2 separate regions of the Gasterosteus aculeatus genome follow, and region 1 is linked to region 2. A link is a contact called in public Hi-C data. All regions are on one chromosome and are shown on one strand. Each heading gives the region's core, a stretch centred on a gene start, on an enhancer-like site or on the middle of the called end of the contact. The rest is flanking DNA. Distances are from core to core; before and after follow the strand shown. Region 1 overlaps lonrf4 (LON peptidase N-terminal domain and ring finger 4). Region 2 holds the start of LOC120818477 (protein Wnt-8a).

What was found. A called contact is a pair of places that touch in the nucleus more often than the background predicts.
Region 1: a Hi-C map of skeletal muscle shows a contact between it and region 2, with 6 times the contacts expected there. The contact joins the enhancer-like site here to the promoter of LOC120818477 in region 2. A contact is called at or near these places in 2 of 6 Hi-C or Micro-C datasets (both in skeletal muscle).

What each region holds. Positions count from the first base shown.
Region 1 is chr4:14,742,905-14,746,884 of fGasAcu3.hap1.1, forward strand. It overlaps lonrf4 (LON peptidase N-terminal domain and ring finger 4), which reads right to left. Exons shown (of 12, transcript XM_040175592.2): 12 at 2,368-3,980. Among protein-coding and RNA genes, the nearest start is that of lonrf4, 12 kb to the right of the region's middle. Within about 2 kb of position 2,092, at least 3 of the 9 cell types and tissues checked have open chromatin away from gene starts, as enhancers often do.
Region 2 is chr4:14,576,049-14,580,153 of fGasAcu3.hap1.1, forward strand. LOC120818477 (protein Wnt-8a) reads right to left here and starts at 1,594. Exons shown (of 6, transcript XM_040175604.2): 1 at 292-1,594; 2 at 158-191; 3 at 1-37. The coding sequence starts at 362.

The DNA.
Region 1 (3,980 bases), core at 842-3,341, 170 kb after region 2:
TGATCACAAGCCCTTACTGGCTACTGGGACCAAAGTCAGCAGTGCCTACATTGGCAGCCATTGCTACCCTGATGTCTTACCGTTGCCATGTGTGTGTCCAGACCTCCTGTGACTGAGTCAGACAAGACAGCACAGGAATCCAACATAAGATCTGCCAATATCAGCTCATGACATCAAAGTAGGCACAAGCAGAGATCCGTTGCTGAGTGAAGTTTGGAGCAATACCATGAATGGATGGCCTGCTTACATGAATGATGAAGAGAAGAGGTCGTGTCTGATGATGGACCCCAGTTCGCCTCCTCAGAGTTCAAGCAGTTTCTATCCAAAAATGAAATAAAATAAACGCTGGTCCCACCGTATCATCCAGCTTCAAACGGAGCTGCTGAGAGGTGTGTGCAAATATTGAGGCGCGCTCTGGTGAAGTCAGCACAGCATCACACTGCAACACAGGCTGTCAAACTTTCTGCTCATGTATCGGGTTCACGCCTCACTCAGTCACAGGTCGCTCTCCAGCTGAGCTGTTCTTAAAGCGAAAGAGATACGCACCCGCTTCAGTCGGTTGAGACCAGACCCGTCCCACACTGTAGGCAAAACAGAAACCGTATCATGATAAAGAGAGAGTTTCATGAGAATGACCCAAGTCAGAGTAAAGAAATGGGCTGCCAGTCGTGAAGCGCTTGGGTCCTGTGACATGGGAAAGAGGGAGGCAACGGTCCGTCCATGTTGATCATATGCTGGGGAAAAAAGAGGAGAACTCAAGAAACTGGAGCCGTACACACATTTTGAGGAGCAGGACTTAACATTAGTTGCTCCACCTCCACCAGTGGAGAAAAACCGCCTGACACCGACACCTCAGAGAAGTAGCATTCATCTGAGTCCTGCAGTGCCAGGAAATGTTATTCCTCCTCCACCCAGCAGTGTACCGTCAGGGGTGCCCCAAAGGAGAAATCCAGAAAGACCCAGAAGTGCTCCCAAAAGACTGGATTTGTAATGAGTTCAAATGAGGGGTCTTCTGGACATTAAAAACAGTAATGTCCAGAAGACCTAAGTTTAAGAGAATGATTGTTAGTGTAGACGGGTGTCAAATGTGAAGGGGAGAAATGTAATAGACCGGGTTTCTCATGTTGAGTAACAGTAATGTGATTGGTTCTAGAAGTCACATGACTAAAGAGTAAGCTAGTCAGTTCCGGAGCAGGAGACTTGTGTGTAGGCTGGTGTATTCTTGCAGTCTTCGGTAAACATGCTCAGTCATACCAGCCGCCACCTGAAGTGCTTAATATACACCCACGGAGATATCACAGAAACCATCCTGGTAATGCATCTCTGCTGCACGCCTCCCTCTCTGACTCTCCCCTAACATAAACCAACAACCTGCATCCCTGTTGAGGATTTTCCTCACCCGTCTATCCTTGCGAGGGAACTTGGCCTTCTTACCAGCAGAAGTGTAAGAACACGCACACATCCAGACGCCCCCCCCCCCCCTAGTGAGAACTCCTACAAAACGCCTGTCATCCTTATTCCGTCATGCGAACGCGGGGAGTCAGCACAAGGCGATGGATGAATTTAGTACAGGAAAGCTGTGGCATTCTTCGAATGTAATGGGCTTTGATGTAGACGCTGAGCTGCATTACAGAGGGCCCCGCTGAAGCCAACTGAAGCCTCTTTTCATCTGCCTGCTTCCCATGCAGAGGAAAGAAGCTGGCAGGAAACGTTCCTCACTTCTGCCACGCTGTGTTTTTTTCTGTGTGGGTCTGTCTTCCCGTGCATTAGAGGAGCGCACGCCCTCTTTTACTTTCACTCATTTCTGTTCCTTTCAGCTTGCATGGGGAAATAGCTACTTCCTCCCAGCTTGTTCCGTGTGGGTGGTTCTCTCTGTCAGCCAAAAATCTTGCTCTGTGCCCCATTGGTGACACTAATGTGATCATTCTGAGCCTTTTTGTTTTGAAAAATAAGCCATACTCTTGTGAGATGTCTTGTTTATACAGTGTGATTCCATCTGTGTGACACCACGCTATTCCTCCACAGTTGTAGAGTGCCCCCTTGTGGACGGTTTATTCGTAGCATGCGAATTCAGTGTGCTGTTTTTCTCTAGGGATCTTATTGACATTGCTTTGATTGTGTTGTTGTTATTCACGACAACATATGACCAACTGACAAGTCTGCGTCCACATGTGGCACATGATGGTTCTCGCTATCAGCATCTGAGACACGTTCCCCGTCCATCAACCCTCCTTTGACAATTTCCGTAGGGCGGTAAATTGCAATAGATCCCCCGCCCCGCTTACAGTAGCTGGAAAAGCCTCCTTAACGACCGAAGAATCGGTCGCATGAGGTTCAACGGGAACACAATAAGGATAAAGCAGAATGTGTGTTTGAAAAGCTTTATTCATAATAACATTTAGAAAGTCATCCAGGGGACAAGTGAATAAACATGAACCGGTCAAGAGATCTCAATGCCCTTGGCTTTGAGGTGGAGGATTAAATACAAATGAATCAGATAGAAACTGCTTCACTTTCAGGGTGTTTAAATAGTGATTTGAGCGCAGACTGAAGGTAGCAACAACTCGTGTCTCTACTTCCTACCGTCTACTGAGGTTGACATTGTTTCAGCTGTGTTCAAGGGCATTTTCTGATCGCCCAATTATACGGGAGGACATTGAATGTCACATTAGTTTTAAAAACGTTTCATGACAGTCAGACATTTCATTGGCCATTGGTTGGATCAAAACCCTGTGGTATACAATCATTTATTTCTCAAATGGATTTAGCATTTCATCGTGGTATAAGAAATTGCACATTGGCGCCGGGATCAGTTTGAAGCTAAGTAAGACAAATATGAAACCAATCTCTGTGGCCCACGTACATCCCCATTCCCCGTTCAATGGAGGGCGGCATCAATGATAACCAAAACGAGACGTGGTTTGATAAAGAGAGAGAGCACCAAAATTATTTCACCGGGCAAAAGATTCTCTCTATAGAGATGTTCAACAGGAGGCGTGGAAGCCCCTCAACAACCCCCTCGTCAGCTGTGGGTTCGTAGTCATGTGTTTATCACAAATAGTTGATGAGTCATTCAGCACCATTCTATAAGAATCACGATCCCTTTTTATTTGTGAGTGAGCTATAATCATGTCATGTAGCAGCAAGAAACTGACCTTAATTGATGGTGTCTTTAATGAAATCAACCAAACTAGCTTTGGAGCCATGTTGTGATAACTGGCACATTTAAGCCGATTTCAATCACGGATGACTTCATTTACAGCATGTTAGCTAAACCTGATTAACCGATCTTAGAGGGTGGGGAAGAAGATGGCTTATTTGCCCTCAAGTAGATTGTAAATTCCCGGGTCAGTGTTCAGTGGGTTGTCTGTCACCCATCCAATGCTGCCATCAGCCCATCCATTGGCTGGCCCGTTATGGGACATTTTTTTGTGCGTATGAAGTCTCAAGTTTAACCCTTTTATTCGAAACAATATCATGCTGTTCCGTATCACACAAACTGCATCTATTAGGGTGTTTGCTGGACTACTTCTGACTGTTTCAAGTCATATGCTGGCCGTGAGAAATGGTAGTTTAATGTCCACTATACAGAAGGCATGAGGGCCAAGGACCAATGTCAGATTCCATGACGAACATAAATGCAGTGCCTGTTTAACTTACTATTCCTTGAAAACACACAACATAGAAATATTGATGGCACATTTATTTAAGTAAAAAAAAACAAAAAATCGTTTATGTTTCACCCAGTTTGTATATGTTCGTAAATTAAGTATACGTAACATTGCAGCTTCAACATTCCATGGAATGTAGCACTATTATCAACAAATATCAATGGCAAAGATAAGAGGGAAAAAAAGTGCGTCACAGATGTGGTGTAGAAAACGCTAAGACTTGGAGGTCTCCTGGTGGAGTTGGCCCAGGCACTCAAAAGGGTCCGCGACCGGCGGCACAGGGGCCGGACAGACGGAGAGACGTGTGGG
Region 2 (4,105 bases), core at 344-2,843:
CGCCAACTTGCACACTGCCAGCATAGGTGAGAAGAGCCTTGGGAGCGAAAAAGGGAACATTAGATATTTAAGAAATCAATCCATATTTTTGAATTTACAGAATAAATGTTATGCTCAGTAGATGGACAAATGAAGCAAAAGTATATCTTCTTTTTACCTTAGGTCCAGTCATAAGGAAATTATTCACCGTCCTATAGGAAGAAAACAAGACAGCGCGTTAATCCAAGACTACTGACAAACACTAATCACACTGCATGATTATATGAATTAATCCAAAAGTAAGCCACATACCACGCTAATGCGAAGTGGACATGGCAGCACATGGACAGAACCATGGCTGGATGGAGATTCAAAGGTCGCATAGCAGCCGTATTCCAAACGGATCCCTGTGCGTTTGTATCCGGGGTGTGAGTGCCAGGAGAGAGCAAGAGTAAGAGGGCATCCGATGTTCTGGCCGGACTCCTCGCCGATGATATTTATATGTCCCTGCCCCCTTTGATTGACAGATTTGTCCCGCAGGTAACGTTTCGCTGTGAAAAAGTGTTGACAACGACTTCGATGGCCGCGTCCCGCAGACAAATGGGAGCCGTCGGTGCATAAGTGCACTTCAAAGACCCAGACACTTAAACAGCCCCTCATTCATTCACCTGCCTTTCCCAGGCTCTAATCCCAAAGCGCTTTCCCCCAGCAACTCAAGCATGTGCAGTGGATTGCCAGCATGTATTGTTAAGGGATGTGAAGAGGGGATGGCTGCTGTATCGAGGCCACAAGGAAGCTCCGACGTGAATGATATGAAATATGGCTCCTCATAATTAAATTTACGTTCAGTACTGACGGGCATCTTTGAGGCATCATGTGTAGGAAACGTTTGGGAATGGCACCAGTACCCCAAGGGGGAAAAGACCGACCACAAAGCCATAAAGTCTTTCAGTAGCTGATGGTATATAGTCATGTAAATACTGCCTCACACATCGGCGACATTGGCATCGTCTTGATAATAGGATAATAGATGTTTCCCTGGGAAACCACTTGGTGTTAAAACAGTCTGGAATTTACAAGAAGGAAAACTAAATATACGAGTTTGTATGTCTTAGCCAACTTTGCACGGTACATTTGGTTTCATGGGTGGTTTAGATTTGTAGATGTTAATACAAAAAAAAAGATTAATTTCGATCATCGTTCATTGTAGAGATCTGGGATTAATTGTGATTATCCTTGATAGCCTCCACAATCACTGCGATCATCAGCAATCATCACCGTGCCGGTTTGACGCGAGGGAAGGTACCGGGTTAGTTAGTGATTATCATTATAGTTTTTGTCGATCATATTGCTCACACATGTCAAATCCACGTTAAGCCACTCAAGATCCCCTTAAGACAACAATCCACTCTGCGCCGCGGACAATAGCCGGGCGGCCGGGCGAGGTCCTCCACACAACAGCGGAGAGTAGGTGAGGATAATCCCCACTAATTAGATATCGGCCGCGTTCCTTCGGCGATTCGACTGAAACCCGAAGACCGTCGACACCTTGTTGGGAAATAATACGGAGCGATTAGAAATCAATCTGCAAGGGCTCGTAATTTGTCATCAACCCGGTGGCCCCTTCAACGAATTCAACGGGTTAATAAGGCGGAAACAATAGTAGTCAACGCAGAGGGGCGTATGTCAGCGTCGGTGCTATAGTTTTCTCATAAACACCGAAACTCTGAAGGGCCAATCACGTGGGCTACGTCATTTAAAGACGTTAATTCAATTTATTTATTATTATCATCGTTTTAAAATGACAAAACTGAAATATTGGTGCCCTGTCAACAAGTATTTGACAGTGGTCGTATGCTAATTGCATTATTAGTAATATAAACTGTCAGCGTAAAGTCACGATAATAACAATTTAGGAGCTCTTATGGATTTGATGTATTTATTTATGCTTTCATCCTGCGGTGAATTTAACAGGCACTGGTCAAGTCAGCAGGGACTTGAATGTCAGTGCACCTTTAGGTTAACAATTACGGTATCAAACATGTTAGCGGAATGATTAAAAATTCAGGACAATGACGGAATGAAGTATGTGTGTTCAGGACCATCATCTGACTACTATGATTAAATATTTTTCCTGTACAAATCTAGCGATTTCTCTAATGAAAAATGTCCCATATGTTCAAAAAAGATAATCAATCAATATTTTAGCTGCAATAAAATGTGTCAAGGACCTCTCTGACCTCTAAATAGTTACTTTACAAATTGTCCCACTACTTTGACAGAAGTCCAATAAGTATGTGTTCAATTTCTTGTTTTGAGCTGCAATAAAAATGCGTTTTAAAATAATTCCAGGCAAACAAGAATGTTTAGGACAGAAAATGAAATATTTTTACTCTACAAATTAAACGATTTTTTAGAAGCCTCCTACTAAATTCGTAAAATAACCTAATTTAATAATGAACCTAATAATGTATTTTGTGACAAAGAAGAATGTGTTCCAATCATCTTATCACGGACAAATAAGTTCTAGGTGTAGAAATCATTGGAAACTCAAGGCAAGCCATAATATACATGCTCTTTACAACTGTATACAAAAAGACCACAACTGTATATACTTCCAACATTGTCTGGAAGCATTAAGAAACAATATTATATAATAGCTCAAATATTTATATATTGACTTTCTAAATGTTTAAATGCAATTTTAATTCAGAATATCACTATCTGTACAATAGAAATATTTCCTTCAGCAGAGGAATAGTCGGAGGTCTCCTGAACACACATCTTTAACATGACTTCAAATTCTGAGATATTAGCTTTACGCTCATACCTTTTACTTAGGTGGAAATCTCCTAATTGGTATAGAACAAATATTTAATTGTATTTAACTGTATCATAGAGCGGTCCACATGTACATTATCTTTGTCTGGAATTTGTATTGCTGCTCAAATATGGAGAAATGATCAATTTGATACTTCACTAAAATCATTTCATTTTCTGTACAAGAGTATAGTCATCGTTTGTATTGCAGATATTGAGAAATCCTTGCAAATAGGACTTTGGATAATTCTCTAAATTTGTACAGTAAAACATTTCATTATTTATAAGAGTAGTCAGAGATGTTCTTTACACACATACTTCAGTCAGCGTTCATGTAATACCGTAAATGTTAGCATATAGGTGCACTAAAATTCAACTGCCTGCTTAGGTAACCGCGGAAATCCGACTGCCTGCTGAGTAACCACTTAAGGAAGGAAGAGAGGAAACGCCAGGGTATGGGTTACCCTTGATATACACCAAGCTTAGAATAACATAAAGTCAAAATGCGTGCTAATTAAATTGTTCTAACAGACATCTCTGACACATTAAGCCGTCCGGGGAGCGCTGACCAGTGATTTATGGCCATGTGAGGTGAGAGAAATGGAGCACTAAAGGCTCGGGAGGTGACGGGCTTCACAGGCTGGGGATGGGTGCGAGGACTGCTGACGCCAGCCTGCGACATCACATGCAAATGAACATGGATATAAAGGCAGTAAATAACCCGTGATAAAACGAGAAACGACAGGCCACACTGTAGATCATTCTGTTGAATGTCAAGAAGCGTGAATGCGGGGAAGGTCGGTAGGAAGTGCGTATTTCAAGACGTTGTGTAACAAAAGGGATGTTTTGAAATATCATTATTGTTATTTGTATGGCATGTGTTTTTTTTTTTATCATAGTGATATTGTTACTTGGTCGAGGGGTGGCGCATGGACTATAGGGAGGGTGCTCCGGGAACCGCAAGGTTGCTGGTTCGAACCCCGGCTACTCCATAGCTCAGTGTCACAGGGTCCCCCTACCACCTCCCAGCTAGCCAGCTGTTGCTCTTTTGACTTCCTCAATGAGTGCTCGTTTGGTTGATAACGTGCCAGAACAATACAAATAGCTTTCTTATCCTTATCCAGCATTATTGACCATGTATATGCTTACATGCAGATAGCTACTCATGCATACATGGGATTTGACCCTGTTTCTTTATATAAATATGTAAATAAATAGGAATAAAGATTAGAATTACCTGTTAATTTTCTGTGCATCAAGTAATGCTAAGCAAAAAGTAACAATCTAATCTAGCGTGAAACAATAT